Linked DNA regions of Anser cygnoides: region 2 is linked to region 1. The links are chromatin contacts, called in public Hi-C maps. All regions are on one chromosome and are shown on one strand. Each heading gives the region's core, a stretch centred on a gene start, on an enhancer-like site or on the middle of the called end of the contact. The rest is flanking DNA. Distances are from core to core; before and after follow the strand shown. Region 1 holds the start of CABLES1 (Cdk5 and Abl enzyme substrate 1). Region 2 holds the start of NPC1 (NPC intracellular cholesterol transporter 1).

The links. A called contact is a pair of places that touch in the nucleus more often than the background predicts.
Region 2: a contact with region 1 is called in a Hi-C map of liver, with 4 times the contacts expected there. The contact joins the promoter of NPC1 here to the promoter of CABLES1 in region 1. A contact is called at or near these places in 2 of 7 Hi-C or Micro-C datasets (both in liver).

What each region holds. Positions count from the first base shown.
Region 1 is chr2:113,952,101-113,959,920 of Taihu_goose_T2T_genome, reverse strand. It overlaps CABLES1 (Cdk5 and Abl enzyme substrate 1), which reads right to left and starts at 3,240. Exons shown (of 9, transcript XM_066992859.1): 1 at 2,345-3,240. The coding sequence starts at 2,934. It overlaps LOC125184879 (a long non-coding RNA gene), which reads left to right and starts at 1,132. Exons shown (of 3, transcript XR_010829644.1): 1 at 1,132-2,092; 2 at 4,918-6,228; 3 at 6,824-7,820.
Region 2 is chr2:114,146,876-114,154,695 of Taihu_goose_T2T_genome, reverse strand. NPC1 (NPC intracellular cholesterol transporter 1) reads left to right here and starts at 2,926. Exons shown (of 25, transcript XM_048080025.2): 1 at 2,926-3,185. The coding sequence starts at 3,105.

The DNA of each region.
Region 1 (7,820 bases), core at 1,991-4,490:
CGTGTATAGGAAAGGAACCTTCACGTATGGAAACAACGGTGCTTCTTGCAAAGAAAACTACAGCAAGAAGAACTGTAGGCTTACATAAAAACAAGTACGTGGATGGGATCATTACCTAACCTCCAGACTCTGTAATGATTTTAAATTGGTGTTGCTGAAATCTTGTTCCACAGAAGTCCTGGCTAATTCAGACGAAGCTATTAAAACGAATTATAATTTGACACGAAGGAAAGCCGTGGCACAATCTGGCCCGAGTTTCCAGTAGTGCCCTCAGCCGCCCATTCACCACATAACTGAGACAAACTTCTTCAGCACCAGACAAGAGCCTTCGGCATCAACAAGCCAACTACTGCACAAGCGTTTTTTCCCATTTACGTGTAATTACACCCTAGCCTCCGAACAGCTAGGAGCTCCACGTCCTTTTTTGAATCATTTACTCCCCGTGAATACACAGGGAGCACAAACCCAAACCACATTAATGATAACCCTGTTAAATATAAACCAGTGCACAATTATACAAACTGCTAACACAAACAAAACAAAACAAAACAAGCCAGGAAACTCTGATTAGACGTTCACGATGGTTTCTGAAAACTAAATAAAAACAACAACATAATGCAGCCCGTCTTGCCTGATATGGTAGTAGAAAATGGTTTCATGTTACCACATAACTTACGTGTCCAAGCACAGGACTAGCCTTTTCAAACAACACCTCAGACTCAATTTCAAGCCTGCTGCAAGGAGAACGAAAGGGAGGGAGGAGAGACAGCAGAGGTACACGGGAGCTACCAAAATCCCTGATTTCCCTCTCTGCTCTGCATCCTCCTTCAGGTGAGCCGAAGTCTGTCCCCGGTGCCTGGTCCCTGCCTCCCACCCGCATCGCGCCCGTAAGGGCAGGCCATGTGCCGGCCATTTGGCTCCTTCGTCTCCGTTAGGAGAGCGGCAGCAGGTCTGCTTGAACTCCCTGTTCTTGGGCTGGCGCCAGCAGCGTGCATGCCTATGATTTATCTTTTCGTGCGGCGAAGAGCGAGCCTCGCTATCAGAGCCCGAGCAGTGCCTTTCCGCCGAGATGCGGAGCGAAGGCCGGGTACAACCTCTGCGCGCACGCCGCCACCTCAAGTCCGTCCCATTTCTATATTTAAGAATATATGTTTTCCAAAACACAAACGCATCTTTTGAACCCAAGCCAAAGCCTGCCCTGGACCGCACATGTGCCGCGTCACGGCCGTCAGCGGAGCTGCGGGCTTCACGGGGAGCTCTGCTTCGCTACCAGCGAGTGCTGGGGAGTTGCACAAGGTCTTTGCCACAGCCGAACCTAACTCTCAAGAAAACAAAACCCAGCTCCTTCCTTACATCGCACACCACAAGCGGCAGAGCACTCAGGGAGGGCCGTTACGGGCAGGTTGTGGAAGGAGGAATTCAGAGAGCAGCAAAGAGGGGCAAGGGAAAGCAACGATGGGATGAGGGGGAAGAAGTGATGCAGGTGGGATCTGAGCACCTCTCCCAGAGCCGAGCACGGGACCAAGGAGTGCAAGCACAGAAAAACGAGGAGGATCCTTGGGAATACAGAAAGATGGCACGGGAATCCTGCACGGATAATCAGCTCACTAAGTGGAAGGCTGTGGAGAATGCAGGCTGTCGGACACCAGGAGCGAACTGCTGAGCGCACTGTCACCGACAAGTTCCAGAGCAGGACAGCAGCCCCCAAACCTGTGGGTCACAACCAGCTCCCAAGGCCATGGGTGCTCTCCTGGAGTACCCCCGATCTCTCCAAGCCAGTTGGTTGTGAATGAGCTTTTTCTGCAGCAACCTCTGCTCAGTTACCCTCCTGAACCCTGGCAGCAACAGCACGTGACTCCAAGTCTACCTGCTTGTCCGAGGGAGCGACGCGGAGCGAGCGTGGCGAGCAGGGAAGGTGGGAGCGGTTGGCTGGGAGCACGCAGTCGTCTCCTCCGGCTTCCAGCCTGCTTCTCCCTCAGCCTGCGATACCCGGGCACGATGCGGTGCGGGAGAGAGCTCTCAGTACGCGTGGCGCAGCTGCCCCACGTGCATTTGCGCGTCCCTAGCCCAAAAGCGGTGGTTGTTCAAGGAGGTGAGGTTACACGCTCGGGGCGAGCGAGCTCGGTAACGGGGAAAAGGTTGCCCTGAGGCGGGGAACGGCATGTAGGGGCAGCAAGAGCTCGTGGATGAAGGTGGAAACGCCTTCCCGCGGGGAAGGAAGGAGGGAAGGAGGAAGGAAGGAGGAAGGAAGCAGGGAGGGAAGCGGTTTCCCACCTGCCGCTGCCCGGGGCCGCCCCCCCGTCCCGTCCCGTCCCGTCCCTCCCCGTGCCCCGCCGCCGCTTACCGGGATCGCTGCAGCTCGAAGGCGGCGGCGGGGCCGGGCTGCCCCAGCTCGCAGCCTCCTCCACCGCCGCCCTGGGGGCTGGCGCGGCCGAAGGGCACGGGCAGCACGCCGGCCGTGAAGGAGTTGAGGCGGCCGCGGCTCCCCGCCGCCGCCGCGGCGCCCAGGAAGGCGGCGGCCGGCACCTGCACGGCGGCGAAGGCGTCCTCCTCCTCCTCCTCGTCCTCCTCGCCGCCGCCCTCCTCCTCCTCCGCCCCGCCGCGGGGCCGGGGGGGCTCGGCGGGCGCCGCCGGGGGGCTGCCCAGCCGCGGCGGCGGCGGCGGGGGCGGCGGCGGGGCCTGGCGGGGCCTGGCGGCGGGGCCGTCGGCCGGAGGAGGCGGCGGCGGCGGCGGGGGCCGCCCGTCGAGGGAGATGCTGGTGAGGAAGGAGAGCGCGGCCTGCCTGCGACGGGGGTCGCCGCGCGGCGGCGCCGCCGGCCCCGCTCCCGTTGGCAGCGGCGGCCCCGGCCCCTTCCTGGGGCAGGGCTCCGGCGGCGGCGGCGGCAGGGGCCCGGCGGCGGCGGGGCTGCCGGGGCTGGCGGCGGCGGCCGCCATTGCGCGTGGCTGTGCCGGCCGGCTGCCCGCTGCCCGCCGCCTCCCTGCCCTGCGGCCGGGCGCTGCGCTCTCGCTGCCGGGCTCCCCGCTAGGGCAGCGGGCGGGCGGCGGGGCGAGGCTGCCGTCGGGCCGCCGGCGGGGCCGCCCCGGAGGGCCGCATGGGGGTGCCGCGGCTATCACGTGCGGAGCGGGGAGCGGAGCAAAACAAAAGCCCGGCCAGCAGCCCGCAGCAGCAGGAGGAGGAGGAGGAGGAGGAGGGAGAAGGGTGGGTCTCGGCGAGCTCCCTCCTTTCAACCTCTCTCCGCTTTTTTTTTTTTCTTTCCCCCTTCCCTCCTCCTCCTCCTCCTCCTCCTCCTCTTCTTCCCTTCCTGGATGCGAGGGGGCGGGCGGGAGCAGGGGGAGGTGGAGTCTGTGCCCACATGGCCCGCCGGGCTGACACCGCCGTGTCCCCACCGGCAGCACCCCGGCCCGGCTGCTGCAGCGAGCCGGCGGCCCGGGAGACACCTCACAAGACCCCCAAACCATTAAAGCGCCATTAAAACACCTCACGAGACCCTCCAAACCATTAAAGCGCCATTAAAACACCTCACGAGACCCCCCCAAACCATTAAAACACCATTAAAACACCTCACGAGACCCCCAAATCATTAAAGCACCTCACGAGACCCCCAAACCCCCCTTCCCTCACCCCCTTCACCCCAAGCCTTCGCTCTGCCCTGCTCCGGGGGCAGTGGGGTTTTTCAGGGTGCCCTCTCGCCCCCAGCCCCACTGGCCCGAGGCCAGTGCCATCACAGCACGGAGCGCCTTCGTTTCTTCATCGCTTCACTGGCTCAGCTCAGCCTTGCTACAAGTGTTTTTGTCCTTATGTAAGGGCTGGATAACACAAACACCAGCACGCACGGTCCTTGTGAGACAGCAACGTGCACCTCCTTCATGAAGCATTACAATGACGTGTATTATTATGTCCCTGTTACAGTTTGCTGATAGTTTACAGCCCTCTCAGACTGTCACAAAGAAAGCAGTGCCCCCTATGATTTGATCAAAAGTTTGCAGATTTGATCAACAAAGCTGGGTGTTTGGTCACAGAGGAAAACCTAATGCTATTAATTTTGAAGCAGCTATGGACCCAGGTTTGCCTTCCTCTCAAAACTGACCTTTTGAGCATTCAATGACCTTAGGAATGAGCTCTGTGACTCGGATTGATTTGTGAAAGTCTGGCCTTTACTCACCCTGGGTGCCCCAAAACCCTGCCTTTAAGGCCCCGACGTCCCTGGGGTGGGCTCTGCAGGCTCCTGATGCGATAAGGATGCTGTAACAGGCAGCATGGATGGGAAATGCTGGGGGAAAGGGAGCGTTTCCCAACCCCCACCTCCTTCTAGATCCAAGTGCTATTTTGAGATGGGCATTCCCACTTCAGACTGCTCTCTTGAGGCTTAAGCTGATGCTGTCTTCCCTAGCAGATGGCACCGGTGTGCTCGTCCCTGTGGTGCATCGGGGACGGATGGTTTGGTTGGGAAGCGGGTGGGCCTGAGTGCCGGACTCACCTCCCCAGAGGAGAGCCCAGCTGGCACATCCTGTCTGTAAGGGAGGTGCTCTGTACCCCGGTGATCACCACGAGTCCTTCCAACTTCTCTTTTGGAGAGGAAGCGTGAGGAATTGCTCCCGACTGGCAGCCCCGGTGCTGCAGCAGGAGGCAGTGGGGCGGCTGGTGCTAGGGAAGCGATGCGCTCAGGTCCCGTGGAGAAGCTCAGGGTGCCTTATGAGACAGTTCCACTTTTAAAAGAATTCAGGACTCTTTCGGGGAGGACTCCTGGGCCACACAGGGAAGTGCCATAGCTTCATAGCCTGACAGTCAGCACGTTCCCTGGGTGCTGACCTCTGACCCGAGGACTGCTTCTGTGTTGTAGGTCATGAACGTCACACCTTCCACATTACAGCTGAGTGAGGCATACACTCCTTTTTTACCTCTTGCATTTCTGACAGGAAGAAGCCACAGTGTGCATTTTTCCCCGGAGCTCAAAAGCTTGCTATGGCAACTGAGTCCAGGAGCGTATTTTCCAAATCCAGCCTCTACCAGGAGATAAGCACGGTAAAAGAGAAACGCCACCAAAATGCTGGGTGCAGGTTCAAGAGGTTTGTCTAACCTGGGGCAATTCTTATGCGTAAAGTGTGCGCTCCTTTTACAAAATCCCCCTTGTGGTGGGATAAATGTGAGCATTATGTTGCTTTGGAGGCATAACCTCTGCTCTAGAACACTTCTGAAGCTGTTCTAGAGAAAACTGTTAGACCCCCTTGTCCTCACAGGTGTCCAAATACATTTTGGCACCTGATACACTGTGTACAATTGGGAAGACTCATGTGAATGGATGAGTTTATCGAACCTCCTTACATCAAAGTTAGAGGGACTGGGATAAATTGTAGGTCTTTGCTAAGCTGGGGCATTTGGCTGAGGTCACCAGGTTCTTGTCACCTCTTGCAACCTCTGCAGAGCCCATATCTGTGTGCCCATCAGCCTAACTTCCTCAGGGGACCTCAACAAATGCTCCTGTGGGCACCGTGTGGGTATGGACTGCCTTTTCCAACAGTGCTGCTGAAGATGGGTTAAAACATCCCTTCCACTGCACACGAGAACAAACCCGTTTGAGAAAGCAACATACAACAAGAAAAACACGACTTTTTCAGTCTAAAGTGAAGCTATTTTTGTTAATGAGTGGGGCACCACAGTACAGAGAAAATTGGCATGTTAGAAATACCAGGTTCTCTAGACCTATTTATATGTTTAGTAGCAAATTAAAACGAATATGTACAACCTAAGGTGAATATTTTTTTCCTAGTTACTTACATCCTTTTGATCTGTGCTTAGCAGAACTGTAGATGATTGCGCGGGCTATAGGAGTCTTGTTTGCCGGAGGTTATGTGGAAATGTTAAACAAATTGACTTTGCTGGTTCAAACTTTTTTCTTTGATGGGGAACCGGTGGTTGACTAGAGGAAATAGCAAACTTGAAAGGAAAACCAAAAAGACATATTCTGGAAACTTGCTTCTGTGACTGTTTTTTAAATCATTTTCCTCTCCAATTTCTCTTCCAACCAACCAGCTCTACCCAAGTGCAAGCAAATGTTTTTATTTCAGAGGTCACAGGCTTATGTAAGTGGTTGGATGACAAGTGGTAATAGGAGTGGAAGAGCGTGATAACTTTTTTACCCAGCGCACAAAATGCTGGAAGAGAGAGAGAGACTCATCAGCTGTGGGTGTCTGGAGACAACGAGGAACTGGGGGAGCCAGTTGACACAGGTGAGTGGAGAGGCCAGGTTTAAAGATTTTGAGGAGGGTAGAGGGATATTGGACAAAAAAAAAAAAAAAAGAAAAAAAAAAGTGAAAGCTCAGCAATTTACCAGTCTGGGAAATGAGACTGTAGAAGTGGTGCCTCTGCCTTTGTAGGAAAGTGAATCCAAGCGTGGAAGCCTTATGTTGTCTTGGTTTTAGCGTAACTAGTGCGAAGGGAGCCCTGTTGCAACGCGAGTGTGCAGCCAACAGGAGTTGAAGAGCAAGTCTGAAAGGCCACGGAAGGTTGAGCCGAAGCTGTGCGCCTGAATGGCTTGCCACCTCAAGCTTAAAAACATATTTGCAGGTGTATTGAAAACTTTGCCTGGAACTTGAGTTAGAGACAAGATTTGTATTATATTGAGAGTTAACTCTGCAGGAATAACCAGTCCTGAGTCACCAACGTGAGTCACCAGGCCAGTGCTTGAGTGTCCTCAGTGCAGTGTTTGTGTGCTTGGGCGATAAAAACAAGTTTCTTATTGTCATTGACACACGTTAGAGCTGCAGGAGGAAGGCAGCTAGTGGAAGGAAAAGCAAATGCAATTCTCTCTTGCCGTTTTCACAGCATTGTTTTCTGACTGTCAGGATCAGCCCGGTAATGTTGTTATATGCAAAGCTCAGCAGAGAAGTCATCTGAAGGTGGTACTGCGTCACTTCTGTAGTTGAGAACAGAAGCAACTGTTACCCATGGTCATGGATCCCACTGTCGGAGCTCAGCAGCTAGGCAGATTTCTGTAGCCTGTGAGCACACTTGCTGTGCAAGACTTCGGAGAAACAATAAATCAGCGATCTTATAAACGATTTGGCTTTTTTTAGTTCCTCCCCAAAGTCCCTTTTTGGAATACAATTGCACTTCAATAGAAGAAAGAAGCTGTAACATTGAAGAAGGACTTGGAATATGAATTTAATAATCCTTCTGCTTAAAAGGAGCGTCTGGCAGAAATAAAATAGAGGGAATTTAAACACACTTCACTGAAAGCCATAGTTAAGAATGGAAATTGGATAAAGACAGTACAAATTCTTTACAAAAGACTAATACTGCATCTGGATAGTAAGTCCTATTTCAGTGCCAGGCCCTAACCTTAAGTCTGTTGTAAATTTAGCCTGATTCTCAGAAAAGCTAAGTACTTGCTTCCCACTGGTAATTCTTCAGGAGCCTGAGTGTTTTATTTTTTGAAGTCTGCTCTTGCTAATTGGATATAAAAGCTTGACACTAACATGCTTGTTGCCTTGTTTAAAAAACAGAGTTCCCTGGATATGCAGAGACCCACACTTGTCTCTTTACCAGGAACCTAACTTTGTTTTCTTGCATTGTTCTAGGGTGTGTGCCAACATTAGCTAGTTAACATAGACAGAATTCTTATACAGCAGTGGTAAAGTGGGAGAGATTTGGGGTCGCCTAGCATTATGGTTGGAGCACTGTGGGCAAGATCCTGTGCATAACTGTCAGGAAGCGCAGAAGCAGATGCCCTTGGCGAAGATGAAACGGTGCCTCCACAGCTCAGCTGACATGCAGATATAAAGGTCACCAAATTAACCTGCTAATTATTTAAGATGTCAGA
Region 2 (7,820 bases), core at 1,677-4,176, 200 kb before region 1:
GTTCATTATTCAGGGCTACTTTTTCCATGCCCAGACAGAAAGGGATAACTTTAAGATGAAACAGTCAAATGTGCCAGCTTTATCATTGACTTTTTAATACTCGTGCAACTACATGTGGCAGAGAGCTGCAACCGAGACTGAAGGCTGCAATAGGACTGAACGAATACCCAGCCCTGAGCTGCTGGCTGGCAGCATACAGAAGCAAGGTGAAAACAGATAAAAATGTTTCCACGTTTCCACATCTGCCATTATGAAGGATTTCAGAACTCTGATGGGCTTAGTCAGATTAGTGTTTGGTAATCAGTCTTCGCCTCTATTCCACCTCACTTTCACTCGTGAGTGTAGAAAAACTGGCAGTATGTGAAGGCATTGCACTGGAATAACAATGTGAATTTAGACAGCCTTCTAAATATAGGTATCGACCAGAGATTTAGATAAATATTAAAATATTACCTCCTCTGTCTGTACTGTAGGTGGTAGACAAGTGTGATGTTATGGGCTTAATTAGTTTACGGTGGAAATTGCCACTGCAATAGATTCCCTTGTGTTTGTTTTGCAACATTATAAATCAGTTCTGTCTCACCTATGATTCTTAGATGACTTTTCTATGCAGTTCATTGGGGAATGAGATGTTTACTCAGTTTTGTTGTCCTTTTACCTTTTTCACCAGCGCTGAAACAAGGTTCCTGCATTTTTTTTTAACTTGTAGCTATGTGAGCTACGCCCACTGCATCCTCTGCTTACATGGAGTCCCTAGAAAATGTGGCAACTCGGTCCCCTGCTTTTCGGATCATACTGCATAGTGCTGAATAAAATTTTGACTTATGACAACACAATTGAGACACACCAATTAACTTTAGGTACTTCAGCTTTTGTTAGCACTTGCCAAATGCCAAGTCACGCACTTGGGATGGAATAATCCCTTGGAAAAGTACAAGCTGGGCAGCAGCAGGATGGAAAGCAATTTCGCAGAGAAGAATATGGTGGCTGGGCTGGACAGCACACTGAACATGAGTCAGCAGAGAAGAAAGCCAACCACTTCCTAGGCTGTATTAGCAAGGGTGTAGCCAGTAGGTCAAGCACTGTGGTTATTCCTCCTTCTGTGGGACTTGTTGGACCACATCCGGAGTCCTGGGTCCAGTCTGGGGCTCCCCAGAATAAACAAGATGCTGACATACTGGGGCAAGTCCAGTTTAATGCCAGCACGACTGCTGGGGGTGCTGTGTTTGTTCAGCCTTAAGCAGAACGCTGGCTCAGGGGACGTCCTGCTGCTCTCCACCACTACCTAACGGGAAGATGCAGAGAAGCTGGAGCCACACTCTCCTTGGACAAGCACAGTGATAGCACAGTGGCAACAGACTCAAACTGGAACATGGCAAAATCTCTTTAGGTACAGGAAAAAACATTTTACTATCCCGTGTGGTCACACGGTAGAACAGCTTGCTCAGCAGGGCTGTGAAATCTCCATCTCTGAAGCTATTCAAAATACAACTGGACAATTCCCTGAGCAACCTGACCTAAATGGATTCAGCTTTCAGCAAAAAGCCAAACTACATGGCCCTCCAGAGGTCCCTGCCAACATAAATTAGCCCATGAATATACGAAACCAAGAACAACCTATATTTTTGTCAGCAGATGGCAATATCAGCTAAATTCCGGCAGTATAATGTGCACTGAACAGCCACAAAGGCAACAAAGTAGTGGGGAAATAAATCAGATAGAAGCAGCACACAAATGTCACACGCTGCTTGTCTTCCTGTGTTTCCTTCGAGACGGATCCCAAACAGATCAGCTGAGTGCAATCTCCTTGCTCCCAAACGATTGCAACACCCATCAGGCCACCTGATGTCAGCATGTCGGGAACAAACAAAATTCGGCAAGGCAAATTCACCGGCAGTAGAGTCGCTGTGCAATCAACACTGAGAGCTGATTTTCTGCCACGCAACCTGAGCCGCCTTGCTCGGGGATTATTTTTATTGCAGCCGTGCCGTAATAGCAGCTAGCCATGCAGTCAAACGCATGTGGGATCGTGAGACGAATGCTTTGAAATCACGGATTGATAACTTTAAAGCAAAATTAAGAAGCTTTTGCCTAAGATGGGAGTTTTGAGACTACTTAGGCATTTATAAACTATGTGATTAATACTTCTATATCATAAAAACCTGCTAGCATACTGCTGATACAACATATGTAGAATATTTCATTTTGAAGAGGCACAACTTGGCTCTGAAGAAACCGAAGCAATGCAGTCGCCACTAAACCTCCACTCGCACGGAAACAAACAGGCCGCCGCGGGCGCAGCTCACACCAGGCGGCCGATCACGAGACCCCGGCAGATCACAAGACCCGACTAAAACAAGAAATGATGAGTAGGTTGGGTGTCAGCCCGGAGTTCCCTCCAGTGTATTTGTAAACCTAGGGCCCTGGGTGGGCTCCTCACCCCAGGAGGTGACTGCGTGGGTGCCCATCGGGGCGAGACACCCGTCGGAGTGAGGGACACATTGGGGTGAGGCGCTCACCAGAGTGAGGGGCCCATGGGGGTGAGGTGCCCATGGGGGTGAGGTGCCCATTGGGGTGAGATGCCCATTGGGGTGAGATGCCCATTGGGGTGAGATGCACATTGGGGTGATTTGCACATGGGGGTGAGGCACCCATGGGGACCAGACACCCCGTTTCCTCCGCTTCTCCTCTTGCACCACCGGCCCTGAGGAGACCCATGCGGGTCTGACCCAGCGCCCAGACCCCCCTCGTCGCCCCACCGGGGGATCCCCAGCAGGGTGCGTGTGTGTGACCCAGCCGCCTCCCACCCTGCCTCCCGCCGCCGGGGCCGGGCGGTGGCGTGAGGCGCGGCCCCGCCCCGCGGCCGGGGCGAGGCGGGCGGTTGGCGGCGGATCCCGGGCACGGCCCCTCGGCCCCCGCCGCTCCTCCTCGGGGCCCGGCGGCGGGGCCGTGAGCACAGCCCGGCCTGGGGAGGGCGGCCCTTCCGGACCTGCGCGGCTGCCGCCTCTTCTTCCCTCCTCTCTCCTCCCCCCGCTGCCGTCTTTCTCTTGCCGCTTCCCCGCTGCCGCTGCGGCGCCGGCCCCCGCTCCCTTCCCCGCACCGCCATGGGGAGCCCGCAAGGCTGCCCCGGGCGGGGGCTGCTCCTCTTCCTCCTCCTGCTGCTGCTGCTGCTGTCCCCCGCACAGGTGAGTCCCTGCCGGGGAGCTGGGGCTGGGCAGCCGGGGTTCCCCCGCCGGGGATCGCCCGCCGAGGCTGCAGAAAGCAGCGGCTGCCCGGGCCGTGCCCCGGTTGTGCAGCGCTCGGGGCGTGCGAGCGGCCGGGCAGTCGTACGTGGGTGGGGAGGCTCGCGAATGGCACCCGCCTGTCGTTTAGCCTGCTGCCGGAGGCTGGAGAGGAAAGCAAGAGCTTTCCGAAAGTAATCGGCTGTGCAGTGAGACCTGCTTCTCGCTGAGGTACTCATATTGAGAGCGTGCGCTTCTGTAAAGTCGTGGGCTGAAATGAGTTGGATTTCCCTTGCTAAGATGCTCTAGGAAAAAAATTAGCATAAAGCTTTAAATCCTTTCTTCTCGGTCACATCTTGTTTACTTCGTCGTCCAAGGCAGGAGTGAGGTGCTCCACTTTTCTGGAGGAACACAGAGTTCCTGGCTAGATTGTGTCTTGTTTCCCCCCCCCAGCCAACTTAGAAATATGCTAAGTCAGGTTTTACGCTTAACCCTGTTCAAGCTGTCAAGTTCGTCATCCCGTGTGTGTGTGCTGAGGTCCTCCTGTTCGGGTATCCTCATCTGCCTTAAGGAGCTTGAACAGAAGACTAGAAGTTCCTTCTGTTGCAGCTGGAGAAGCTGATTCATTATTAATGGCTCGTGGTCTCCAGAGGAGTAGCTAATGAACTTTGTACCCTCCAAACACTCATTTCTGTAATGATTTTGGAGGGACATACCACACCACATAGTGATGAGGCGTGCCCCGGGCAGGTACAGGAATGAAAAGATGCCATACAGAACTTCTGGTGACAGAAGGAGGGGCACTGAGCTAGGGGAACGTGAAACAAGTTCCCTTAAGGCCTGGGGTATCCTTGTAGAGGATGTGGCTTTGTGGTCCATAAGAAGTTAACGTGGTGAAAGTGACTTTACAGAATTAAAGCCTGCATGCCTAATGCAAGAAAGCAAAATTGGGTGGGGGTGTAGGGAAATGAAAACCTTGGACTTGATTTTTTTTTTTTTAACTGTTACTTACAGCTAACCATTACATAAAGTGTCTTTGATATCTGTCAAAGAAGTTGATCCTTCAGTTAGACCGAGCCTACGTAGTGTTTGCTCGCAAAAGAGAGGCATCCTGAAGCTGAACTGGTGCTCTCTCAAGTGTACTGGTAGAATGTTTTCATGCTTTCAGTTGTGGTATGTGTAAACCGAAGTGCCATTTGACATCTTCCTTCTTTTTTGCAGTCAGTGTGCTATGGAGGCATTTTAATTTGTATAACAGGAGGATTGCAACGAGCTTGAAGCATTTGGCCTATGCAGGATGCATCTTTCTCCCTGAACTGTGTGTGGGGCAGAGCTTGTGACAGGTAGCCTACTAGCTGAGTGTTAACTACCCATCTAAAGAGCTGTATTAAAAACGTTGGCTCCCTTATGCCTGTTTTTGTTTTTTTTTTTGAATGTGGACTTACAGGAGGTTCAGTTGTTGTTTTTTCCCCTAAGTTAAGGAGTCAATTTCAAGACTCTTAAAACACTTTTTTATTCTCTTACCAACTTCTTAGCATACAAGAGTTTGTCCAGTATACTTCATGCCGTCTGTTTCAGTTGATTTCTATAATTACACTAAAACTCAAGCTGTCAAATTAGTGGTTAAGCAAGGCTGGGCACTTTTTTCTCGTCAGACACTGGAATCCCAGGCTGTAGAGTCAAAGTAATTGGAATGTTTCTGAAATCCTTGCTGGCAGACGTTAGTGGTAGGTTGTGCTCAGTCTCAGACTTGTGGCCTGCAGTTCTGTGTGCGGTGTTACCTGGCCCGTGGTACAAAGGTCTGAAATGCCTTTGTGGAGGAACTTGCTCATCAGGGACTGCAACATAACAAGTCTTACGGCCTAGCTCTGGAGCTGCTTCCTGGAAAATCTGGAGTGACTTGTTCGTAGTCTGTCTGGGTGGAAGGTGAGGAAGACCTCTTACAAGGGGAGAGGTGACTGAGGTGTGAATAGCACTTCGCTGGGCAGCAGCCAGAGCAATCCGTCTGGGTGTGGTGCGGTGTTACTGCTGTTCCTCAGCAGGGCATCCGAGTTACTTTGGTGCAGATGGCCGTGGTTGCAGACAGCTGCTAGTTAGGGGCCTCGTGCCTTCTGAATCTGCGTGCAGAAGTGCATCTGTCTATTCCTCCAATAAAATCAAATCACTGTCAGCTAACACCAGCTTGCTCCCACAGATCACCACAACTATCACCGTTGCAGCTTTCTCATCCTACTTGACCTGAACTTTCCTGTGATGTGCTGAGTACGGGTGATGTGCTTAGATAACTCCACAGCTAGGACTTGCTCTGCCTGGCCAGGAGGACCTAATGATTTTGCCTTTCAGAAGGGAGCAGACACTTAACCTGTGGCCAGAGGAACAAGAGGAACTTAGCTGACAAGGCTTGTCTCTGGATCCTTTGCTTCTGAACAAATTACTGGAAGAGATGCAGAGTAAGAATAGAAATCTGTAAAGCTTCCTTTAGTCCAGGGACCACTCCTCTGACAGGGAGGGCTGTCAAATAATGTGCAGCTTCTGGGGCAGATCTGCAAGCTTAACCTAGTCACCTGTCTCCATAAGCCAATGTTACCATTTATTAAAGATAACATAGTAGTACTGTGTTCCCTTAGAGCTCAGTTTGTCAATCTAGTGGGTAATATCCACCCACTATTAAGTGTGATGTGGACTAGATATTAATGGAGGGGAGTGGGGGAAGTATGTTTCTTGGAATAGCTTGTCTTGCCATGTAGGATCCCAGATGTACCATGCTAGAAGAAGGAAAGGGAAACAGCTGAATCTGATGCTGTTGCCTTTTCTATACATTAGTGATCTTAATTTGGAGAGCCAGACAATGTTCACTTGTCATTTGGTATTTGGAAGATTACAAGTAGTCTGTGTTTCTGTATACAACAGCATCGTTGTCCTTTGTCCACTTCACAGCGACATATTCATTGTTGATGGCTAATGTTTCTGGAGGCATTGGAGATTGTTGATTTGTTTCAACATGCCACTGAAGAAACTTGGACTGCAGGAAATGTGTTTATGATCTGTTGGAATGCTAGCTCGATTCCAAACAAATGATAATGCCTGGGAATAGGAGAGCTGTAACAGAACCTTGGTAGAACGCTGTCAGTAGTCATGAAATGCTAATACGTGCTTGTGTACAGGTTTATTGGGATTCCTGGAGTCCCGACATGAGGTGAAGCTTCTCTTCAAACATAGTTCTGCCAGAAGCAGGAATTTGCTTTTCAGCTCTGGAAGTACTGGAGGCCAGCATGAGTGTACTGCAAGGTGGTTTCTGAGCTCTGGGGGTGGGGCAGGAGGGAACAGCTTTAATTTAAAGCCAACTTTCTGTTGCTTGGGAGAATACTTATGGAAATCTCGTTTCACAGTATTGAGGACTTAATGTGATCCTCTAAAATACCTGCATTAGAGCCTCATGGAGTACCTTGCCTTGTTTAGAAGGGAGCTTGGTTCAACGCATTTCTCACTGCGCCTCGGGACCAGAACTTTTACCCAGTTAAGTAAGGTGACAATTGTTCACCCAGATCTTAACTGATGTAGAAGCCTGACTCTGCAAGCACTACCTTTTTTTAACTGTGGCTTATTTACAACAACAGTTACTCATCTGTATCTTTTCCTGCCAGTGAGGAATGCTTTTCTGAAGGCGTGGAAAGAACAAAGTACTTATTTTATTCTCTGACTTACTCTAGCCTTTACTAGAGGGTTTTTGGGGGAAGAACTTTCAGCTCTATCTTATCAGTGATGATGGTGTAAGTTATTTAGTAACTTGGGAGTATCTGTGGATACTGAACACCAGCAGACCAGCCCTTTCCTATGCTTTGTGGCTGACTCAGGGATGAGCATGCTGTTAACTTGCTAATATCTGAGAGCTACGCTGATGTCATTTGAAGTTAACAGTCAAAAGTTTTGGTTGTTTTTTTATCCTTGCTTACTGACTTGGTTAGACCACTGTAAATCAAGTATCACCAGAGGCTTATCAGTTCAGGGAAAAAATTCAAACTTTTATTAGATCCTGCTAGGTCACAGCATGAGTGTCAAATCTTAGATTGTCGCTGAAATTGAATGGTTGATGTTAACACTGAAATAAAATGGAATATTGTAACTTGCAGTCCTAGGCCTAAGTGATCTTCTAGTAGTTAAGAGTAACTGACCTGATCATGTTCTCTAAACAGGCTGAAAGTTTGAGAGAAACCTGTTTTTTTTTTTTTCTGTTTGAGGTTTTATCCATGTCAAACTTGAATAATGGGGCTCTAAATTTTTATTCAAATTTTTACAAGTGTAAACTGACCCTGATAAGCCAAAATAACTCGTCTTGATTTATTTTCTTGTGAAATAACTGAATATTTCTGTGTGTGTGACCAGGCTTGTCTTGTGCAAATACATATTTTTTTTTTTTGTTCCATCCTGATGGCAGAAAACCTTGTGGGTGAATTTATAGACAACTACGTGATAACATAATACAGCCAGTGTTTTATTTTGTTGTGTCTGTGTAGTTATGTGAAGCTAACGCTTCCTTCATTGTGCAGATAACACTTGTAAAAGCAACAGAAGTTACTAGTCAGCCTGATGGGACAGCTG